Linked DNA regions of Gossypium hirsutum: region 1 is linked to region 2. A link is a contact called in public Hi-C data. All regions are on one chromosome and are shown on one strand. The core of a region is the stretch at or near the end of the contact, and the rest is flanking DNA. Distances in the headings are between cores, read along the strand shown.

Evidence for each region. Hi-C and Micro-C count contacts between places; a contact is called where the count stands out from the background.
Region 1: a Hi-C map of leaf shows a contact between it and region 2, with 4 times the contacts expected there. The contact joins the promoter of LOC107899744 here to the promoter of LOC107899743 in region 2. A contact is called at or near these places in 8 of 34 Hi-C or Micro-C datasets (callus, hypocotyl, leaf and 2 more).

Annotation. Positions count from the first base shown.
Region 1 is chrD04:25,830,851-25,836,980 of Gossypium_hirsutum_v2.1, reverse strand. LOC107899744 (protein EMSY-LIKE 1) reads right to left here and starts at 2,768. Exons shown (of 10, transcript XM_016825528.2): 1 at 2,290-2,768; 2 at 1,488-1,690; 3 at 1,277-1,386; 4 at 1,066-1,186; 5 at 635-862; 6 at 204-272. The coding sequence starts at 2,317.
Region 2 is chrD04:25,685,087-25,690,699 of Gossypium_hirsutum_v2.1, reverse strand. It overlaps LOC107899743 (UBP1-associated protein 2C), which reads left to right and starts at 1,276. Exons shown (of 6, transcript XM_016825527.2): 1 at 1,276-1,584; 2 at 3,071-3,191; 3 at 3,397-3,540; 4 at 4,437-4,633; 5 at 4,727-4,802; 6 at 5,121-5,613. The coding sequence starts at 1,457. The coding sequence ends at 5,465.

The DNA.
Region 1 (6,130 bases), core at 1,519-4,018, 140 kb before region 2:
TAAAACATTTGGTCTTTATGTAAATTTAGTAATGGAATTGGTGCCACTTAACTCTTGAAACTATACACAATCAAGAGCATTATATACAAAACATCAATATAAAAAATAAAAATCATATTTGTCAACACAAACTTTGCTGCTACACAAGGTAAAGACTAGAAAACACAACGAACTTTAAAATAAAAAAAATCATATCTACTTACCTCTTTGAGATCAACCCATTCCCAAGTCTCATTTGCTGTATTAATATCATAAACCAAAGCATGTCGACCCTGTAAAACAACAATAAAATATACCGTTGATGACTTAGCATTACATGGAATTAATACAAGTAATTCTAAAAGTCATTTTACAATCATTAGAAGATAATTAAACCATAGTGGATAAAGAATAATCCTTTTGAATAATCAGATTATAATTATGGAGGACTTTAGAACATTGATACTTCGCCCCAGCTCAAAATATTAACAGATTGCAGACAAATTAGTAAAACATAGATAAATAAAATACTTGCAGTATTGGGTAAAAATAGGCGTACTATGCAGTCAATCCTCTCTATAACAACTAAATGCACCAGCTTATGATGAGTCACAAAGAGAGAGACAGAAAATGCCTTTGTATGCCTTGAACATACCTCAGAGCGATTGTAATCAGTGATTACAGCCTCGTAGAAATGGTTGTCTTCAGGCCATCTTGTCCACACTTTCCTTCCAATTAAGGGATCAAAAGTTGCTCCTTCAGCACGTTCATTCGCTGAAAGGCTAGCGATAGTACCACGGTTATTGAATTGCCTATTTCCAGCAGAAACTGCAGCAGGATAATGCATAGGCTTTGCCGAGGATAAGCCAGGCAATGACTGACCCTGCAGGGGAAATTTTCAAGTAATACAAGTCAATGTACGCATTCACATTTCTATAACGAAATCATTGTCATTGCTTCTTGCATTTGGTCCAAGCTCCTAAAGCAGCTTTGCTAGCTAGCATCCAAAGAAGAAAGCTTAACACAAAGAACTACTAATAATGTTCTAAAACTTGTTATTCCACCAGCAATGGTAGGGAGATTTACCGATTGAGATGTCTTCTGTTTCTTGCGAGATGCTGAAACAGTTGGACTAGGCAAAATACTGTGGACGCTATGAGATGCACCAAGTCTCGCAGGCTGGTTCCCACCACTTTGCCTCCAGTCCCTGATACAATTGCCCATTTATAATCCATTAAACAGAATAATAATCAATCACTGGACCCTGAAGTCAGAGTAATTCATGAAGCATCCGAACCTTATCCTTCTGATAATATCATCAGCATTAACCTTAGTCAGAAGCTCTCTATGCTCATCATCTGACACCCTCAGTTCTTTCCTAAGTTCTGTTATCAGGCCTTCCTTTTCCTGAAGATGCCAGCATATGCCAAAGCATGGAAACCCGATCAACATGAAATAAACAGGAAAGCAAATTAAAACCAAGTCCAACAAGTGTAAATACATCATACCCAAGTAATGGCATCGGATTGAGCTTTAAAAGCACGCAGAACAGCACAGTAAGCTTCTTGCTCAAGTAGATGTATTTGGGCCTCCATGTCAGAATGCATCCTAGAATATGAAGCAGAACCTACAATAGATCTTCCATTTCCAGCAATATTACCCCTTATTGGAACTCTAGTTGGATGTGAAGGAGGCAAATCATCATCGGTACCTGTTGTCATTATAAAAACAAGAATGACCAAGCAGCATAGAGGCATCCAGGGCAATTAATAGTATTCTGATGCCCTTGTTTGCAAGGCTCAAAAGAACAGTTATAAGGAAATGCAATCGAACAAATATACATAAAAAAATATGGAAATAAATGGATTTATCATGAATCTTCTTGTATAGTAACAAAAAATCTAGCATAATATGGACAAAGAATTGAAAGAGAGAGAGAGAGAGAGAGAAAAGAAAATTGCTTTTTTCTCTCAAACAGAAAAAAGAAATTATATACTGAAGTTCTCTATATTTGAATCCCACTTAGAATTCAAATAAAAAATGTCGAAATAAAACCCAAAAGTTACCCAGAAAGCAAAAGCCAAACAACAGCCTTTCCGCAATGAAATTTATCAAAAAGTCAATGACCCCAATTAATTAAACCCTAAACCCTCATTTCTAATCTTACCCCCACCCAAAAAGAAAATGAATGCACCCATTATCCAATTTTCAAATATCGAAAGGAAAAAAAGGAGGTGAAGAAGAAAAATGAACCCAGAAACAGCAACATTGTTTAATACAACAATTATGACATTAATAAATGCAACATACCACTACTATCGCAAACTTCATAGTCCATACCGAGAAATAAAAAGACGAAGCAGTAAAAGATGTTCTCTTTGTTGAAGGAAAACACCAACCCACAAAAACCCTAACGAGAAGTTGCCCAGAGAGAGAGAAAGAGAGAAGGAAATTAAAGGAAGAAGCTGCCGACGATGCAAAAATCCTATCCAAATCCAAGTAAAGTACAGAGATTTAGAGAGAAAGTTGAAAGGTATGTATATGTTGGTTATTTCGAAAGAGATATTATTGAAGGCAGGGGTAGGGGTAAGAGAGGGCGAGGGAGGGACTTTTTGGACTTGAAATGAAAAACTTCACGGCTTCGCTTTGCATTTGTTTTGGAAGAGATTGATTTGGTTTGCTGTGTCCTATTTTAAAGTGTTCTCGTTTATAGATAGTTCTCGTTTAGAGATAGTTCCGGTCCAGTTCGGACATGTATTGTTCTGCTCCAAAGATCTTTGTTTTAGTCATACATACATATTTCACTCTATTGTCTTCCGGATTTCTATTATTGCTTTAGGCCTTTTGGGCTTGCTGCCTTCCTTTCTTTTCTTCTATCTATTTGGGTTTGATCTTTTCATTTCTTTAAAATTTCCGAGGATTTCTTTAGATAAATTATTAAAAAATTATAAAAAATATAAAAAAAATTAGTTGAATCAGTTCTTTTAGCTTGGTAAGTACCAATTCACGGGCTGATACCCCTATCGATTCTAGTTAAATCAACTGTGGCTTGTTTCGATTCTGAAAATCATGAAATAAAATAAAAGGGTAATTATATTATGTTCTAGTAATTACAAGGAACAATAATTTCCTAAATGTGTTTGACTAGTTTTGTAACGCCTTCCACCTGATTTGTCAGATTTGGATTTCGGGTGTTACTACACACAATACTTAACAATTTAACATAACAAATTACAATTTCCCATCTTTTTAAATTTTTTATTTATCATTTTAATTGAAAAACTTAATATCTAAAAACAGAGGGAGTATTTAAAAATACTTATTACATCAGACATGATACAAATCATTACAATAAAGAAGTTTGTTAACTATAGACACCACAACCTTATAAGTTCAAAAGAACTTAGTGAGCATTAGTATAAATTACCTTGGTGAATACTTTATTTTTTAAAAAGAACACATATGTGCCAATCTTTCTTTTGAACCCCTTAAATCGAGCAAACTCCACTACAGTTTTGATACACACATACACACTAACTATCATACTCTTAGTATACCACTTCTTTCTTTTCTAACTAATTGAAGATTCTTTCAGACATTTCTTAATTCTCTTGTTTACATATGTACTTCCAGGCAGAACATACCTTCAGAATCTATTTCATACAGACCACATCCTAATACTTGTACTTATCTCAAAGCAATTGTTCAGTAAACATAAATCATGGCCGAATACATACAAATTTTGGCGAATACTTATGTAGATCAGAAGACCATCAAACTATTAATCAAATCACACTCTGATTCAATACCACCTAACCCATACTAATAGTATAGTACGTAGATCAATTAGATGACTTCCATGTCATTTTACTCCAGAAACCCTGACGCTCAAAATAATCAATAATAAGATTTCATATGATTTCAGATAGTCATTATACCACCCAAATATGACAGATTCCATATAACTCTGATTCAACCATTTCATAACACAAACAAACCCACAATGAAAAATTCTTAGGTCACACATAGATATGAATATATCAATATCCAACATTATCAGACCATCATGGCGGATACCTTTATTAATATACAAATACACAGTTCTTTTCAAAAACTTATTCAATTATTTCACAAATCTTACTCAACCTTTAACCCTGAGCATATCAATACCTTATCTTAACCATACTTATTACAAATCTAACAGAATTTATCCATAATTTACCATAAAAATAGATATACATAACTTACCAGACATACATGACAAATCACGCTACAAGAGCCAAACATAACACGCCATAAAGGCATCATACAAACTCTTGTGTTTATTGTCCCTATAACACCCTAACCCGTATCTATCGCCAAAATAGGACTACAGAGCATTACCGTATAAACAGAACAATAAACCATTCAATTCATCCATCAATGCAAACATAATATAATTACATTCAATTACATTCATAACGTCCCTTAATCGAGTCCTCGAGGCCCTAAAAATACTATAGAAACAATTCAAGACTAAACCGAAAACATTTGGAAATTTCAAGAAAAAGTTAGAAAATTTGGACTGTAGGGGTCACACGCCGTGTGGCTAGGCCGTGTGTCTCACACAGTTGAGACACACGCCCGTGTCTTAGGCTGTGTAACCTTTGAAATAGGGACATACGACCGTGTCCTAGCCCGTGTCCTCGCCTGTGTAACTCTCTGAGTTCGGTTACACGGCCAAGCCACACGCCCGTGTGCTAGGCCGTGTAACACTCGAAATAGCCTCACATGCCCGTGTGCCAGGCTGTGTGTTAGGCCCTGTAACTGCCTGACTTGGGAGCCCTAAATCTACAGAGGACACATGGTCGTGTGTCATACACGGCTGAGACACACGCCCGTGTCTCAGGCCTTGTGGACCTATAATGAACCTTAAACAACAAGTTTACCATTTCAAGCTTACTTGGGTCCTAAGTAAACAATTTACCAACCAAAACACCTATTCAAAGTGACATTAATCAAGCCAAAAATATACCAAATCAACTTATTAAATGCCTAACCAATGTACCCTCAGGTACCACAAGTATATACAATTTTATATCAAAACAAATCTTCAAACACAACTTATCACTTACTCAAACCTAACATCTAATTCAATAACATCTCAAACATACCATATCTTAGCTATACTATAATCAATTCATCACCTACTAATTTGGCCATTCAAATATGCATCACCACTTTAATACATATTATTAAGACATCAAAAGTACCAAAAAGGTATCAACCAAAATAACTTATACAGCCAACTTTATACTTAACTATTTACATATCCAAAACATTAGTATCAACAGTCAAACCTATTACGTGCCATATAATCTGGAATAAACGTTCCAAAAACTACCGAGTTATGCTGGATAGTGTGACTTAAGTGCTGATCAGATCATCCAACCTTCCGAGTATAGAAATAAATACAACAATTCAAACAATATCAATTCAACAATGAAGGTTCCTTGTCATCCATAATCTCAACTGATAAATCACATACATTCAATTTAATACTCAAATGTATAGCAAATTCACCAAATTCATTAAACAAATTATCTTAACGAGATTTTCAATTCAAGGAACGACTTACAGATAGGAGCATATCGTCAGTCCAACCATAACACGCCAAATGCTCATACGAGCCAATCCCTCCAAAACACACCAAATGCTCATAAGAGTTGATCCAACTGAAACACGCCAGTGCTCATAAGAGCTAGTCTAACCGAAACACGCCAAACATAGAGTATAACACAAGAGTTCACAATAAATGCTGAATCTCGGTTTACTCTGGAAATAAATATATACATCTCTCCAAAGTCCTCTCCATTCTAATCCCCACAACACGCCATATCACGACTATACTCTATCCCGCATTTAATCCAATCTGAACATCAAATTCAATAACAAATCTCAAATAGTAATTCATTATCAACAATTAAACATGTATTGTATCATGTTATACTATTCAACAAATCATATAGATGTTAAATTTTAAACCGTACGAACTTACTTGGACTGAATTGTAGTAGTTACAGAAGTTCAAGAGCTATTTCACTATTTTTCCTTTTCCACGAGTATCTACGGAATCTTGATATGTAAGGTTCCTATGCTAACCGAATATGAA
Region 2 (5,613 bases), core at 27-2,526:
TGATTAGGTCTCCACCTAGACTTCGACCCTTGATTGTATTAAGTATTATTACCCTAAAACCTAATTTCCCCACGATGGGTTTCTAAGGATGGTCCTATCCTGCCATGACATATAAAATGTATGTGTGCTGATACGCGTTATCATATCCCCGACCCCTCAAAACTACCTAAGAACTCTTTCTGTTTCAGTCAAAAACCTTAAACCCTAAAAAAACACAAAATCCCAATCCTAAAAAAATAAAAGCCCTAACACTGGAGAGAAAAAGGAAATGCGCGTCCAACTGGGCGTACTTTCCTGCTATATGTGCAGAAAGCGTGTTCAGTTGGACACGCTTTCACTTTCTCTATCCTAAAAACGACCTATTTCCCTAATTAGATTTTAAATCAGCCTAAAGACTTAATTAAAAAGTTTAGCCTATTAAACTAATTTAGTTTAATTTAAAAGACACTGAGAGGGTAAAAATCAAACCTCTTAATTTTTTTTTTGTGGTTAGGATTGTTTTTGGTCTCAAATTTTTTCAAAATATATTCCATCACCACACATATTAATATGCTCTCATATTTTAATATATTCATGGGTAAAATATCTAAAATATAAAATTATCATTTGTCTTTCATCTCAAAATCTCATTGGATAAAATTCAAAATTTTAAAAATTATTTATTTATCTAATTAATTACTCTAAAAATACTTGATTATCAATAATTTATATCAATAATATTTTATATAAAAACACTATTAATAAATAACTATAATTATTATTTATAGAATAATATTTTATAATATTTATTTACAAGAAATGTGAAAATAAAATTTTATCTACAGCTAAATCACTTTTGATATTATTATATAATAATTAATTAAATTACATTTGATATTATTTTAATTTATCTAATTATAATTAATAAATTAATAGTACTTTTGTTATTATCACATCATAATTAGAAATAATTAATAAATTGCCAATTTAGTAATAAATAGATAATAAATGGCATTTTCATTAGTTAAAAGTTTTTTTCAAACCGTGCTAGATTATAAATTATATTATACTTAATATATATAATAAATTAAGTAATTGGTAAAATGTTACTTTTATTTGAAACATAAAATAATCATGTAAAAATTATAAGAATGTAAGCTGTTAATAGGTAAACAAGAATGACTTCACCTGGTGACCCTAGGCTAGAACTCCCGCCCCAGATTGGACAAATTGATTGTTCCACGCCCACCCTCATACAATAAGTCCATCTCAAATACTTTGGGCTTTAATTGTAAGAACCAGAAACTGTAAGGCGGATATTGTAACAGTGTTTACAAACAACAAGGTTTCATTTCATATCTTAATATTACCCAAAACAAGACAATTCCATCCTTAACCTAAAAACCCTCGTAAACTCGTGAACAAAACAGCCCATTTTTGCAGACAGAAACAAAGCCGAGAAAGGAAAGCAAAATAAATGGAGGATTTGAAGAAGAGAAAGATGGAAGAGATGGGAAACAACGACCAGTTATCAACTCAAGAAGAGCTACGTTCTTTGCTTGACCCTCTTGCTAAATCCCAGCTCGTCGATCTTCTTTCTAGACTGTATGTTTATGCCTTTCCCTTATTTTCTCAATTTCTTTTATTTTCTTATAAAAAACCGATGTAAAATTTCAATGATAGTGAATGAGGATTTCTGGGTTTTCTTTCCTTGTCTGTTTTGGGTTTTTTGAGAGTTGGTTTGGTCAAATTTAAGGTTTTGGTGAATTAGTTGCATTTTAATGGTTTTTCAAGTTTGTTTTCAAGTTATAAAAGTCCATCAAGTAAAGCTATACCAGCTGTTGAAGTAAATTTATTTATTTTATACTTCGAAAATGTGAACAGCAATACTTCATAGCTGCTTGGCCAGTTCTGAATTTTGGGGGGCTAAGGTCGGGGCGCGGGGGGCTGTGGTTAATTCTAGGGGAATTTCTTTTATATTTTTCTTAATGTTTCTGGAAGTTTTTAGCTTAAGTTTAAGATTAGTTGTTAAACTTGAACTTCTTGACCTTGTTAGCATTGTAGTTATTATAATTACTGCTCTAATGAGCTTGACCTTGTAAAATTTTAAAACGTCCAATTTTGGTTTTGATCAATTTATGGATAGCTAAAATACTTGTTTGTTTATGCTAGATTCGCCGAAGCATAGGATCTTTTAGGTATATTTATAAAGAATATTTTTTTGAGTATTTTTACATCTGCTTTATGCATTTTCCTTCCCATAATGGGCCATTTTTGCATGCTTCAGTTTGACACTTAATTCTAGGATGTTTCTGTATTGGCCTTTGGAATTAAAAGCCTTCTTATTGTTATACTTTTTCCTGAGGTTTAGTTCCTATTTTAGATGCACTTAGTTAAGGATATGGCTTTTTTAAGAACATTACCTCATTTTTCTGCTGTAAGGGTCTTGATATGTTCTTTTTACATCTGGAATCATAATAGATGTTAGACCAAATTTTTAGTGCAACTATCATTTATTCTTCCAGAAGTTCTATATAGGAGAGACATGAGTGAAACATACTCTATATGTCCGAAAAACAGTGTTACACCTTCTTTGTATGCTCTTGAAGAGAGTACATTAATCGCGAGTGAAGTGATTTTGATTCTGGAAAGCTCTAAAATGTAAAAGAGGCACTGTTGTAAAGCATATGTATTATTTTGCTTTCATGAAATATTAGAAGAATATAAGGGGACTGAAGTGCTTTGTTTATATCAGCAATCGTGTCAAGAAAAGTTCTCTAATTTTTTTTAATTAGATTCAGCTGGATAAAATATGGACCAACAAAATATCAGCAATCGTACCAGCAAATATGGAGCAACAAAATTGTAAATCTTTAGAGCTGGATTAAAGACTATTGTGAAATGAGAGGGTTGGCATATAAAGAATTAAAGACTATTGTGGCATAGAATCTTCTCCCTATGCAGTTCATTGTGTGTGTGAGAGTGTGATGCTTGTGTTAAGTGAATGTGTGCTATACGACTGTTGCTTGAAATTGTATGCTGTGTGATTGACTCTGTAGATGTGTGTTTATGTGCATGTTGACGCATAAAGAGGGTCCCAATATCCTTCGATTGCTGAAGAAATTAAAAGTATTGCCAGTTCAGATCCTGTACATCGAAAGCTTTTTGTTCGTGGCTTAGCCTGGAATACCACTTCAGAAACCTTGTGTGCTGTGAGTGCATTGCTGATTGCTGTTTGTGTTTTCTGTGATTGTCCCACTTGATATCCCACATGATATAGAGTTTTGGGTTGTCTTTTTCCTATAATTATACACCTCTGCATTATATTAATAAATTTTATTATTATAATTATATGTCTGAACTTTTAAACTCAGATCCATTTAAACTGAATGGATTGAGCCAAATTTTTTGGTCTAGGCATTTCGAATGCATGGAGAAATAGAAGAAGGGGCTGTCATCTATGACAAAGCCACAGGAAAATCTCGTGGCTATGGTTTCATTACTTACAAACACATGGAGTCAGCGCATAGTGCACTTAGAGCACCCAGCAAACTTATTGATGTAAGTAATAGCTACTTTTCAGTATACACGCATCTCAGTTCATCTCATCTCTTTTCTTTTTCTATTTTCCTTGGATGAGACTTACATGCCAACTCAATCGTTTTCTCCTTTTGGGCTTTGCTACTCACCTCTCTCCCTTTGTGTCCATACAATCATTCATTTAATTACCATAGTTCCCGTTAAACCCTGCTATTAATATAAATCTTTGCTAGGACAGATATCATAAGTGATGCAGAATATGATATGGATTCAATTTTCTAATGCATGTGCGTAGAACAAAGCGTCATACTGACTGCTATTATAATGCAATGATATACTTTAGTTTACATTTCTATTTTTAATCTCTGGAGTTAGCAAGATACGTGTTGCTATGATGGCCATGGCATCTGGAGTTAATATTTCTCCAGTGAAGCTAAATACTGAGAGGGAAAAGAGAAGGCGAAAAACACATTCTGGATCAATATCAGATAATCAGAAGATGACTTTGAGAGGTGGGCCACCTGCAGTAATGGTTAAAAAGCACTGCCACAATTGAGGCAGCATGTATTTGGAGTTTGGCACAGAGATCTTTGTTGACTTTGATTACATATTCCAGGTTGATAACATTACATAATTTCTCACAGTGACATGGTTGTAAGATGATCATATATCAATGCCATTATTATCAACGTCAACAATATCATTCACTCTCACTGTTGATTTCTTTATATTTTATATTCCAAATATGGAAAGCATATTTAATGTCATCCCACATGCAACTCTGGATTATGCACGTATCATAAGGCGAAGGAGTTGGATGCTGTATCATGCTTCAAATGCACTCTGTTCTTTGATATGCTTATGGCTGTTACATTCTCGTCATTAGCTTTTTACCTTCTTGACTGGCTTGAATTCAGGGCCGGATGGCTGTATGTAATTTAGCTTGTGAAGGGTTAACTGGGGCAAGTACCACACCTGATCTAGCTCAAAGGAAGCTCTATATTGGGGGCCTATCACCAGATGTCACTAGTGAGATGCTCCTGAATTATTTTGGAAGACATGGTGAGATTGAGGAAGGCTCAGTTGCATATGACAAAGATACAAATGAATCACGGTGCGTACTTTATCTTTTTGGATGTATCTTTGTAGTTATGTTTTTTTGTTTTGTACATGTGACGGATTGTTATCATTTACCTTTCATATGCAGTGGATTTGGTTTTGTTACATACAAGACAACCGAGGCTGCAAAGAAGGCCATCGATGACCCACAAAAGATCCTTGGGGTATGTGAGCAATGCCACTACATGTGGTGTCTATGACTTGCATTTTTTTTTTCCTATTGTTGACAAAATTTGCTGGTTAAAATTGGCATATTATCCACAGTTCAGTTGGCGGTTGCATGTAAATCCAGTAGCCACTATGATAGAAGTGAAAGAATGTAAATTGGATGCCTCCATAAGTTTTACACATGGAGGTTGAGATAGTGGGGAGTTATTCTCCCCAAATTATTATAATTCCTACAATTTGGGGTATATAATGGAAGTTATTTTTATTTGAACAGTGCCATGATGAATAGCTTGATAGTTTGGGTCGCTTTGCAGGGGAGAACTATCATTGTGAAGCTTGCTGATACCCACAAGGGAAAACCTGTACAAACACAGGTACCTGCTGCAGCTGTGGTTCCTCTTGCAATGCCTATGGCACCTGGCTACCCACAGCTCGGTAAAGCACACCCCTCTGCTGCCCCTGCTGGCTATGCTTATCCTCAACCTGTAGCACCATATCAAGCTTCTTCGTATTCTAGTCCTGCTGCAGCACCTACACCATACCCAAGCCAATCGACAATTGCTTATGCATCAATTGCTGCAAAGAAGGATCCGCAAGGAATCCCACCAACTACCCCCATGGGAATGAGTGGGTACCCATATTATATTGGGAAACAATAATAAAGTCCCAGACCATTCATGGTGATTTGTGAAGCTCTATTGACGAGTACTTTCTTAATGCAACTAATCGTTTTATACTCATAGTTCACCAACATGTTTGGTCTTTGCAGTTAGGTGACATGATGACCAACATGTTTGGTCTTTTGCA